2 separate regions of the Mus musculus genome follow, and region 1 is linked to region 2. Evidence: chromatin contacts called from public HiChIP or PLAC-seq data. All regions are on one chromosome and are shown on one strand. Each heading gives the region's core, a stretch centred on a gene start, on an enhancer-like site or on the middle of the called end of the contact. The rest is flanking DNA. Distances are from core to core; before and after follow the strand shown.

The links. HiChIP or PLAC-seq counts read pairs in DNA pulled down with a chosen protein or histone mark.
Region 1: a contact with region 2 is called in an H3K27ac HiChIP or PLAC-seq map of hepatocytes, with 4 times the contacts expected there. The contact joins the promoter of Prr14 here to the enhancer-like site in region 2. A contact is called at or near these places in 1 of 39 promoter capture datasets (erythroid cells), 5 of 484 Hi-C or Micro-C datasets (CD8 T cells, embryonic stem cells, erythroblasts and 2 more), 7 of 115 datasets of contacts at active chromatin or transcription factors (double positive thymocytes, hepatocytes, pancreatic cancer cells and 4 more) and 1 of 9 other capture datasets (liver).

Annotation. Positions count from the first base shown.
Region 1 is chr7:127,469,933-127,475,206 of GRCm38.p6, forward strand. It overlaps Prr14 (proline rich 14), which reads left to right and starts at 1,682. Exons shown (of 11, transcript NM_145589.2): 1 at 1,682-2,045; 2 at 2,166-2,334; 3 at 3,663-3,784; 4 at 3,865-4,054; 5 at 4,447-4,490; 6 at 4,582-4,787; 7 at 5,120-5,274. The coding sequence starts at 2,023.
Region 2 is chr7:127,006,150-127,011,862 of GRCm38.p6, forward strand. All of the region lies in intron 1 of Mvp (major vault protein), which reads right to left. Among named protein-coding and RNA genes, the nearest start is that of Mvp, 5.6 kb to the right of the region's middle. Within about 2 kb of position 2,727, at least 296 of the 459 cell types and tissues checked have an H3K27ac peak or open chromatin away from gene starts, as enhancers often do. A contact at or near this core is called in CD8 T cells, embryonic stem cells, erythroblasts and 7 more, where this site is marked.

The DNA of each region.
Region 1 (5,274 bases), core at 432-2,931, 460 kb after region 2:
GTGGTGCATGCCTTTGGTCCCAGCACTTGGGAGGCAGAGGCAGGTGGATTTCTGAGTTTGAGGCCAGCCTGGTCTACAGAGTTAGTTCCAGGACAGCCAGGGCTACACAGAGAAACCCTGTCTCCAAAACCAAACAAAAACAAAAAGATCAATTGAGGAAGACACCTAACAATGGTTTCTGACCTCCACATACCAACACACACACTGAGACACAGAACAGCTAATTCTTGGGGAGTTAGGAGCTTTGGTTAGGTGGTAAAGGCGCATTCATAGTGCAAGATGCCAGTAAATGACCACTTCTTCCCCACCAGTAGTCCAGCTCCTAACAAAAGGTCCTTTGGAGCAGGCTCTCCAGCATTAGGATCGACTGCTTATCTCTTATTCCAAAAGACTACCTGACACCCTGCAGAGGACAGGCTCCTCTTCCAAGAGTTACTTCTGCCAGCCCAGAACAGGAAGGACAATGAACCGGCTCCACCAAGCAACCCCAGGTTGGTTATATTAGTCGCCTTCTGAGTGGCCTGCAGACACTACCTAGGAAGAAAGGAGGGGGGGGGGGGAGGAGAGAGAGAAATGCTAGTGAATGAAGCTCACCGCACCCAGCCTTCTCCCCACTTAGGCTGTTCCTGGTCTCTCCAGAAACTGAATTGGAAGCTAGAGGCCACATCAGGCCTACTCTTTAACTTGGGATCTTCAGGTTTTCCGTCCCGCCGTCCCGACTTCCGGAACTTCAATCCTAAGGAACTTAAACCTAAGAAAATGGGAAATTCCCAAATCCTTAACATTTAATCGATATTCACCGGCGTTAAGAACAAGAAAAATTACGTTAGGTGGAGAAACTTTAGCTTTCCTACACTTGTCCAAATATAACAAGAAACGTGATATAGTAGTTGGTCGCTGACCAGCCTTTGAAAAATGACGCTTTTCGGTCGACTAGTGCTAAAATCAGACTGCCCTCAATTAAAATGGCGGTGCAGGCACAATTGAGCTTCTTTGCCCCTACGTATTATGGCGGGCAGGAGATTTCACGCAGTTTCTCCTAACCCCGGAAGACCGGAACCGGCAATTGGGCGGTGCTTAAGACACACAGAAGAAGGCCTCTGACGGTTGGACAGCGCTGCATAAGGCAGGCTTTAAAGAAGCCGGAGGTGGGAGCTGTTTGAAACCCGGATCCTTGGAAAGCTGCGGTGAGAGGCGTAGGGGAGGGGTGGGAGTGGGGGGGACCGGGCTGGAGAGAGGGCCGGGAGGCGGGGGGAGAAGAAAACGTTTGAGCCAACTGGTCCGGGGCGCCCGAGAACGCGGGGCGGGGATCCAAGTAGGGCGGGGGCTTGGGGTGGGATGTTACCGGTGGGCTGGACCTTCTGGGATTGGAGTGAATGGTCTACCGGTTGGTTTGACAGTTTATAACCCAGAATCCGGACTGAGTTCAGTGATGAGTTTAGGCCTCCCCCAAGGGGAACTTCGTTAAGCTGAAGCTCTCAGTGGGAGGAGGCAAGTTGCGCGGCTTCTGATTGGAAGAACCGCGCAGTAGGATTCTTTCCACAGAGATCCAATTTAGGCGATCTGGTAGGAGGGAGGGCTGTTACTAAGTGGAGTAATTCTTTTGGAGCTCTTGCTTGGTGGGGCGAGGACCACAGAGGAATCTAGCGGAAACGGAAGCCTCTCGGGACCGGGATCCCACCGGATCCCAGAGAACCTCAGGGAGGCATCTAACAGGGACAAAGGTCCCAGGAGGCTCGAGCGGTGGGAGAGCTGTAACCTCCGCAATCCAGTCTCGCGGCAGGTGCCAGGCAGGGCCCGAGTGATCAAGGCGGCTGCAGCGGGAAGACCCGGCTCCGAGAGGCCGGCCGGGGGCGCCCTTTGGAGGAAGGGCCTGTGCCCTACCGGGAGCCGCAGGCGGACTATGAAGGGCGGAGTCCCGGGGGAGGAACTGGCCCTCATTCCCCACTCCCCCGCTCCCCAATTTACCCCAGGCCTCAGCCTGGGATACCCCAGGGACTCCCCGGAACCGCCGCTTCCCCCATGGACTTGCCTGGGAACTCCAGGTGAGAGCGTACCCCGCCCGCCTGACTTGAGCTCGGGAGACGGGGATGCTGACGGCTGCACCCGACTACAACAGAGGCAACAACAGGTTCAGGCAACTGTCTTCTACTTTCACCCTCCAGCCCTTTTACACAGCCAAGCCTGTGCCGTCAGCCTCTATCTCGAGCATCATGGGAAGCCAGGAGCCCGAAAAGACCGAGGCTGCAGCCTTTGGGGACCCCTTCATCCCTAGAAAAGGCCTCTCGGAGGGTCCTTGCCGTGGTGTTGGAAGATGTCATGACTACAAACAGGGTGAGCCCTTTAAGTGAAAGACCACTCCCTCTTCCCTATCCTCCATCCCCGCCCTGGCTTAGTACTAAAGTCAGACCAGTTCCACTAAGCCAGCCTTCAAAGCAGCCTCCATAATGCAAGACCATATGGTTTTGGGTAATTCATGTGCCTGTCCAGTCACCCACTCACCCAACCACATCCTACTAAGTATGAAAAACTCTTCTGACTGCCCTGTTATCGCTATCCTTTGCTACTTGGTGGGTTCTTCCATCCTCCCAACCCCCTAACACTAGTTAAGAAAGAAAAAGAATAGAGAGGAAAGAGATCTCCGAATAAAGGCAAGGGAGGGAATGGGGCGATGGTAGGCTACTTTCTGCTGATTAGGGGTGTCGAGTTCCTTGGGGCAGGTTTGATCTTCGCCATCAGGATATCTACTTTCTTCTTGTGAATAATAACAAACATCCAATCAATAACCAACCCATTCCTTGGGGGCCTTAACATGAAAAGTCCCCAGAATTCCAAAAGTCATACAATTGCAGAACCTGTCTGTAGCTGGCAAAATTATGCCCCTGCTGGAGGCAAATCTTAGTAAGTTGCTATGGACAATCTAAAGCAGTCCCATATCCCACACCTGGGAGTAAAACAAAAACATGATATTTTCGTGCTTTTTAAAAAAGAAACCAAAGCCGGGCAGTGGTGGTGCAAGCCTTTAATCCCAGCACTTGGGAGGCAGAGGCAGGCAGATCTCTGAGTTCGAGGCCAGCCTGGTCTACAGAGTGAGTTCCAGGACAGCCAGAGCTACACAGAGAATCCCTGTCTCAGAAAACAAACAAACAACCCCCCCCCAAAAAAAAAACCCAAAAAAAGAAAGAAAGAAAAAAAAAACCCAAAAATCCAAAATTGTCACTTCTCTGTTCTCTTGTTCGGAAGCATGCTGGTAGTGTCTTTGGCCACAAGGCAGACATGAGAAAAATGGTACTGTCTTTTACCATTTTTCTATTTCTCTAGAACCTGGGTAAGAAGAAGAGATTACATCATTTCACGCCTGTAGTTCCTGACTAATAATATCTCACCCCTAATTTAGACCAAATCACCTCTTTTAGGGATTTTCGTGGAGTCCAGCTGAAAATCTCTTTCACCTCTGTGGCTAAGGACACAGTGAGACACAGAAGACCCTGTCCAGTCACTCTATTTCTCTGGGTTTTGTTTTGTCTTACTGAGACAGCGTCTCACCTTTTAGACCAGGCTGGCCTGGAACTCTGAGCAGTCTTCTGTGTTAGCCTCACAAATGCTGGGATTATAGGCATAAACCCAGTTTTGCTTGCATCTTACAGCCCTTCCTCTTGTAGGTCCCCCTGACACACAAAGAGGACACTCCCAGCCCACTGACTCACAACCATCATCAGGATCCTGTCTGCACACAGTCACCTGCTTTACCATCCCAACAGGTCAAGTGGTCCATGCAAGCCAGGTAAGTGTGAAAGGGAAGGGTTTAAGCTGAGAAGACAGCTGAGCCCACTGACCCCGCCGACCTTCTTGTTCTTTCTCTAGGCCTCCTGACCCACTGCATTTGTGCAGAGAACCCTTGACTCGAGCCCGCCAGTCCTCGCCTGCCTTGAGAATGAGATCAAGGGCAGCATCTGGCCCAGAGGAGAGCCCCTCAAAAAAGACAGACCAGGTCCCACAGCCCACCCTAGTGGTGGTACTGGAAGACATTGCCAGTGGCAGACAACCAGCAGAGGTATAAGAAAGTACAGTGAAGATGTCTGGTTCCAGCTAGGGCAAGCATGGGGCTAGAGGTGGATTTCTGTAAAGGCCAAAACACAAGTTTTTATTTGTTTGCTTGTTTGTTTTAAGACAAGGTCTCAATATGTAGACTTGGTTGGCCTAAAACTTGCTGTGTAGACTAGGCTATCCCAATTTATAGCCTGTATCTATTTTCAAGTATTGGGATAAAGGCATGTGCCACTACCCCAATGACAACAAAATTTTATTTGGTGGACACTACTTAAAGGAAATAAGAAAAAAATCTTTTGTGTACAACCAAGCAGATATCTGTGAATATCATGGGGAACTGGAGAAGCCAAAAATGGCTTCCTGCCTTTTCAAAATACCTCCCCTGTTTATATCCAGGGTTTTGATGAAGATCAGCCCAACCTCATTGTCCCAGCACAAAGGTGAGAGGGTGGGGAAAGGATTATCAAAGCTATCATGCAGATATCCAGAGCTGGGGGCATCAGGATTTACCTGTCTAATCCTTCCTTACAGCACCTTCAGAAGCCTGAAGGGCCCGGGGAAGCACTGCCACAGAAGGGGTCTGGACTTGGAAGCACGCCCAACTCTTACTTTGTCCCTTCACCCGAGAGCTGAGCCTGTGACAAAAGCTGGTCAGCCAATGCCTACACCCAGTGACCTAGAACCCCCATTCCAACTGTCTACTCTACCTGCAGATCCTCCAGAGAGTCCAGTACCAGGTAAGGACTCAAATAGAGGAATGAGACTGAAGAATTTGGAACTGCCACGGTTAAGCTTGAAACAGGAGGAGCAGAACTGTGGGTGGAGCTTAGCCGGCTCCCTTGGCAGAGCAGGCTGTGTAACAATGGGATTTAGGCTCAAGGAGTTGAGCAGTTATGGCCTTGCTTTGCAGTACTGGGGATCAAATCCAGGGCTTATGGCATTAGGCAATCCTATTACAGCATTTTAGGAGCAGGCTCACTCCTCTAGAGACAGATTAGTGTTTGGAGGAAGAAACTGAGGCTTCTGAGGTAATGTTTTAGTCACCTGAGCGTCCTTTCTCCAACTGCAGATCCTGCTCTGGAGACCCCGGTGATTCCAACATCGTCAAGCCTTTTACGACCCCGTCTCAGTCCCTGGGGCTTGGCCCCTCTCTTCCGTTCCGTCCGATCAAAGCTTGAAAGCTTTGCTGATATCTTCTTCACACCTAACAAAACACCACAGCCT
Region 2 (5,713 bases), core at 1,477-3,976:
AATTACACAGCAAGCTTGGACCAGACACGAGCCTCCATCTCAAGACAAAAGAAAAACAAGCAAAAACAGAAGGAAAGGTTCTTGCTGTTTGGGGTGTGTGTACAGAGGCTACATGACAGCCTTGGGCGTTTATCTTCAGGTAACATGCACTTTTTTCTTTTCTTTTCTTGGTTTTTCAAGACAGGGTTTCTTTGTGTAGCTCTGGCTGTCCTCAAATCGGAAACCAGCAGCCTGAGTGCTGGGCATGTGTTACCCCCACCCAGCTTACTTTCTGTTTTTAATTTGTTAAATTTTATTAAGTGGGTGCGTGTGCCAGAGTGTGCCGTGGAAGTCTTCTTCCACCGTGTGGATCCCTGGGCCCAAACTCTGTGAGGCTCAGCAGCAAGCACCTTCACCTCATGTCTCCTGTCCAACCTTGGTTATTTTTAGACAAGTCCCCCCCTCCCCCCCAAACAAACATACATAATTTCTCTGTATGACCTGTGGTTTGCCAATTCCAATAGGCTGGCTGGCCAGCAAGGTCCAGGGATTTGTCTGTCTTCACATCCCCAGTGGGGCCAAAATCACAATTTAGATATCTTTTCTTTCTTTTTTTTTTTTTTTTTAAGGATTTATTGTATTTTATTTTATATACATTGGTGTTTTGCCTGCATGTATGTCCTCGTGAAGATGCCAGATCCCTTGAAACTGGAGCGTCAGACAATCGTGAACTTCCATGTTGGGAACTGAACCAACTCAGCAGCTCAGCTTTTTTTTTTAAGTGCTGGAGACTGAACTCAGGGCTCACTTGAATGACAAGCATTTTACCAGCTAAGCTAACTTCCCTGGCCCAATGCTTTTCTGTTTTTTTTTTGTTTGTTTGTTTGTTTGTTTTTTCCGAGACAGGGTTTCTCTGTGTAGCCCTGGCTGTCCTGGAACTCACTCTGTAGACCAGGCTGTCCTCAAACTCAACAATTCACCTGCCTCTGCCTCCCAAGTGCTGGGACTAAAGGCGTGTGTCACCACCGCCGACTACAATGCTTTTCTGATATGCTTCCCATGTTAAAGGGAGGAAATTTTGCTTGGGATGGCTAAGCGCTGCCAACTTCACAATGTTTAGAATCTCCCAGGAGATGGTCCTCAGGGCATGTTTCTAAGGGAATTTTCTACAGTAGGTTTAATTGATGTGGGAAGACCCAGCCTAACCACCACTCTGTGGGCTTGGGGTTCATGCTGACTCAAAAGGAGAAATCTGAGGACCAGCATTCAGTGTTTCCTGATAGCTGGTGGGTACAGTGTGACCCGCTGCCTCAGGTCCTGATAGCTGGTGGGTACAGTGTGACCCACTGCCTCAGGGTCCTGCTGCCATACCATCAGGCATGCTGACTGCAACCTCAAACAGTAGTAAGATCAAGTCCATCCCGAAGTTGCTCTGAAGGGACTTTGTTTGGAAACACATAAAGCAGGGAACAACTGCCTCTTTCTTTAACCCTGCAGCTTCGATCTAACCTAGAAGCTGTTCTGGGTTCCCTTTTCACAGGAGGCTGAGATCCCCGATTCTCAGGAGGGTAGCTTTTCCAGGCTTACAACTTGCCTTCTGACTTCCAGGCTCTGTCCTGCCATGTTGTCCAGTCCTGTCCATCCGGTGTCCCATCTCTCCTCTATGCCCCACCCTGCCCCCAAGCTGATCCCTCTGCTCTGAGTCCTCCAAGCCACTGCATATCCGGCTCAACTTTGCCTCTATTCCAGTTGCTGCAGGACATGAAATGGAACCCTGTTCCAGGAGAGCAACATTCAAGACTCTAAGACTAAAGCCACTTAAACTAAGACCCTCTTTTTTGTTTTTGTTTTGTTTTGTGTGTAGCTCTGGCTGTCCTGGAACTGGCTATGTAGACCAGGCTGGCCTGGAACTCAGAAATCTATCTGCTTCTTTTTTTTTTTTTTTCCAAGACAGAGTTTCTCTGTGTAGCCCTGGCTGTCCTGGAACGAACTCTGTAGACCAGGCTGGCCTCGAACTCAGAAATCCGCCTGCCCCTGCCTCCCAAGTGCTGGGATTAAAAGTGTGCGCCACGACGCCCTGGCTCTATCTGCTTCTTGAGTGCTGAGATTAAAGTTGTGTACCACCACCGCCATTGGACACCTGACCCTCTTTGGATGAACGACCTTACAGGATGTCCTTTGTTCCTCTATCTGCCTCCTCCATTACCAAATTGAGATGACTAATAGTCTTTTCCCAGCACGGTGATGACACGTTTGTACAGAAAGCACCCACAGCCAAGCCTGGCTCTTTACCAGTACAGTGTTTACTACTGAGAATAGACAGGGCCCAAGGCCCAATTTTCCTAACCCACTGAGGGGTGTAGTCAGGGCCTCCTTCCCCATCTGGCATTAGGGCTGAACCCTCACTTGTCTACTGGTCAGGTAAGGCTTCGCACACCAGAGGCACAGCTATGCAGGGGCTCCCCACAGTTGGGTACAGCATCTCTCCAGGGGCTCCAATGCAGGTTCACTGCAAGGGAGAAGCCAAGCCAGGAAACCAGATGGGACAAGAAGAAGGGCCTGTACTGCCAGCAGGGTTTGGAGGCCCCACCCGGAAGAAGAGAAATATAGAAGGTCCTGTGAGGTGGGAGTAGGCTCCAGGCACAGCCTCTATTGGCTCCACTCCCCAAGACTGAGGCCTCTCCACCATCTGTCACCCCAGCTGGGAACAGTCAGGGGGCCTGAGAGCCTCTCCCAGCTCAGTGACTCAGCAAGAGCCTTCCTCAAAGCTAATCAGGCTGGGTTCCGGCCTTGTTCTGAGGCCAGGCCCCTGCTTCGGTACAAGGGTTCCATCTCACTTCCCTGTCCACTCCCCTACCACGCCCCATAGCTCCCCCACCACTGAGACTACCAGTCAGTTCCCTTGGAGCAGGCATCGCCTTTATGCCTCTGGCACTTAGATTTGTGACAAGTCTCACACTCTGGCAGCTTACTCGATGATGTGCACAGTTCCAGCCTTTTATTTCTGTTATTTCAAGGCCCTCAAAAGACACAGTATGCCAGGTGTGGTAGCACCTGCCTTTCGTCTCAGTATTTGGGAGACAGAAGTGGGAAGGTATCTGTGAGATGGAGACCAGCCTGGTCGACATAGTGAGTTACAGGCTAAGAAGGACTACATAATGAGAATGTGTCTCAACAGAAATGAAGAAGCCAGTGGCAAAGGGTTGTCTATGGCTGCCCCAGGTCCGGATGCCGAGGTCTGGCTCCAACTCTTGCCGGCTGCACCTCTCCTTTCTGCCTTGTGCTGAGCCCTGCTCCCTGCCGGCTCTTGCCGGCTCTTGGGCACACGTCTAGTCTGGCCTGCTCGGAGCCACAGCTAGTCCTCAGGTAGCAGCAGAAGCTGGGGTACAGTCTGCTGTGCAAAGAGGGGTGTGTGAGGCCAGGGTGCAGCTTGGCTTACTGGTCTCCAGTGCACGACACAGAACGAGGGCAGGCTGCCAGCCCCAGGTTTTGTTCTGAGACGTCTCACTCTGTAGCCCAGGCTGGCCTTGCACAGCAATCTTTCTGTCTTCCAAATCCTTAGAGTGAACTACTACGTCTGTTCTTTCCCTTTTTCTTTTCCAGATAGAATCTTGCTATGTAACCCTGGGTAGTGGATTACTACTATGATGAAGTCTATGAAGGCTTCGAACTCAAAGCAAGCCTCCTGCCTCGACTTCCTGAGTGCTGAGACTACTGGTATGGGCCACCATGCTTGGCTTCGTTCCTTTTCTGGCAACTCAAAGGCAATGTTGATGTATCAGCCAAAATCAATGAGCCATGAATCATCACATTTCAGGAATTTTCAAAATAACCTTCGAATGTCTGGCATAGGGAATCTAAATAGCCAGTGGCTGGTTCACAGTGCCTCACTGCTCGTGGTCCGCAGGGAGGTTTTCTTTTTTGTTTTAGTAGTAGTAGTAATTTTGAGACAGTCTCTGTAGCCCTGGCTGTCCTGGAACTCACTCTGTAGACCAGGTTGGCCTTGAAATCACAAAGATCTGCTGGCTTCTGCCTCTGGAGTGCTGGAATTAAGGGCAAGTATTACCACTGCCCAGCTTAGTCTTTTATTATTTTAACTATGTGTCTGTGTGGGAGTGCTCATGTGAGTGCAGGGAGTTGAACTTCTGTAAGAGCAGGACCAGCTCTTCGTTGTCAAGCCATCTCTCCTGGACATTCTTAAAGCTGTGTATCTCTGGAGATTTGGGGTTTCTTTCATAGAGGGTAGGGTCTGAGCACTGATTAATTTTTTAAAAAGTTCTCACAATGACTCAAAGATTGAGAGCCACTGTAGTGAGAATTCTGGAATTGTGGTTTCTTTAAAAATACAGAAATATTTTAAGAAAGCACTTTTGTTTTAATCCCAGGTGTGGGGTGTGGGCTGCATCGGACCGTCCACAGCAGCTGACTATGATTTGCCTCGTGCTCTAGCAGAGGCATGGTTTTACCAGCTGCAGATAGTTTCTGCAACTGTGTGACATTTGGAATTCTGGGAACTTTTCAGAGGGTACATAAATGCTAGCACCCCAACAAGCGTGGGTGGTTGTTGGCTTCATTTGGTTGGTTTTGGTTTGTTAGTAGTCATGCTCATAAAAGAAACAAAAGTTCAATTCAGGGATCTCTCTCCTCTCTCCTTTTCTCTTATCTAGTGGTAGGGGGTGAAATGGGGTGGAGGGGAGGATAAAGGGTGGGGAAAAGAACCCACAAAGCAGCAAAGACCAGCTATAAGCCATCTGGAGGTGATGGTGACAGCACTAGCCCAGGCTAGCCTGGGTTACCCAGAGCGATGCTGGTGTGTGTGAGTGAGCTGAGTCTAGTGGTTTATGCTTATAATCCTAGCACTTAGGAAGTAGGAAGAAAACTACAACATGAAGGACTGAGATACAGAGCAAGTTTTCAGCTAGCTAAGGCTACAGAGCCAGGTAAATCTCCAAATTTAAGGCCAGCCTGGTCTAGAGTTTCGGGATTGCCAGGGCTGTACAGGGAAACCCTGCCTCAAAAACAAAACCAAACCTCAACAACCAGAAACATTAGCCTTGTCACAGTTCTGTTATTGCAACCTTGGCTCTGAATCACTCCTAGCAACCAAACTTCCTCTGCTGGACTGAAAAAGTTGCAAAGGTGTCTGTCCTAAAGCTACAGGTTTAGGGAGGGGAAGGTCCATCTCAAACAGTCCAAGCTCAACAAATCTGTTTACATCTGGAGGGCAAAGACCAAGACCTTTTCTTCTTTCTCAGGTGGGTCCAGGGTAGCTGTGAATTCACTGTGAAGCTGAAGGCCTCAAATCTCCGCCTTCAGGAGAACAAGACCATCAACTCAGTGGCTAGCCCATTCCAGCCTCCCTCCATTCCTGTGACTGCATCCCACTTTGAACAGCCCCTCTCCTGTGGGTGACAGTTCCAGTTGCTCTACTTCACCTTAAAATCATCACTGGGACCATTCCTGCACCTTCTACTTTAACCATTAACACTGTCACAGGTCTCTCTCCTGCCTTCCTGATAAAAACCCTTCCTCTCCTGCCTAGCTCCAAGTAGCTCCCTTTGTCCCCAGCTGTTCTCTTAATCCTGGGAGGACAGAGAGCGAAGGGGAAGGTGGTGACCCAGCCCAGCCACCAGATGGCTGCCTACTTTGGATTTAAGAAAAGGTCTACCTACATTCAGTATAAGCAGGGCCTGTCCTCAATGGAGTTCTTCCTTGATCCCACCTTCCACCATGT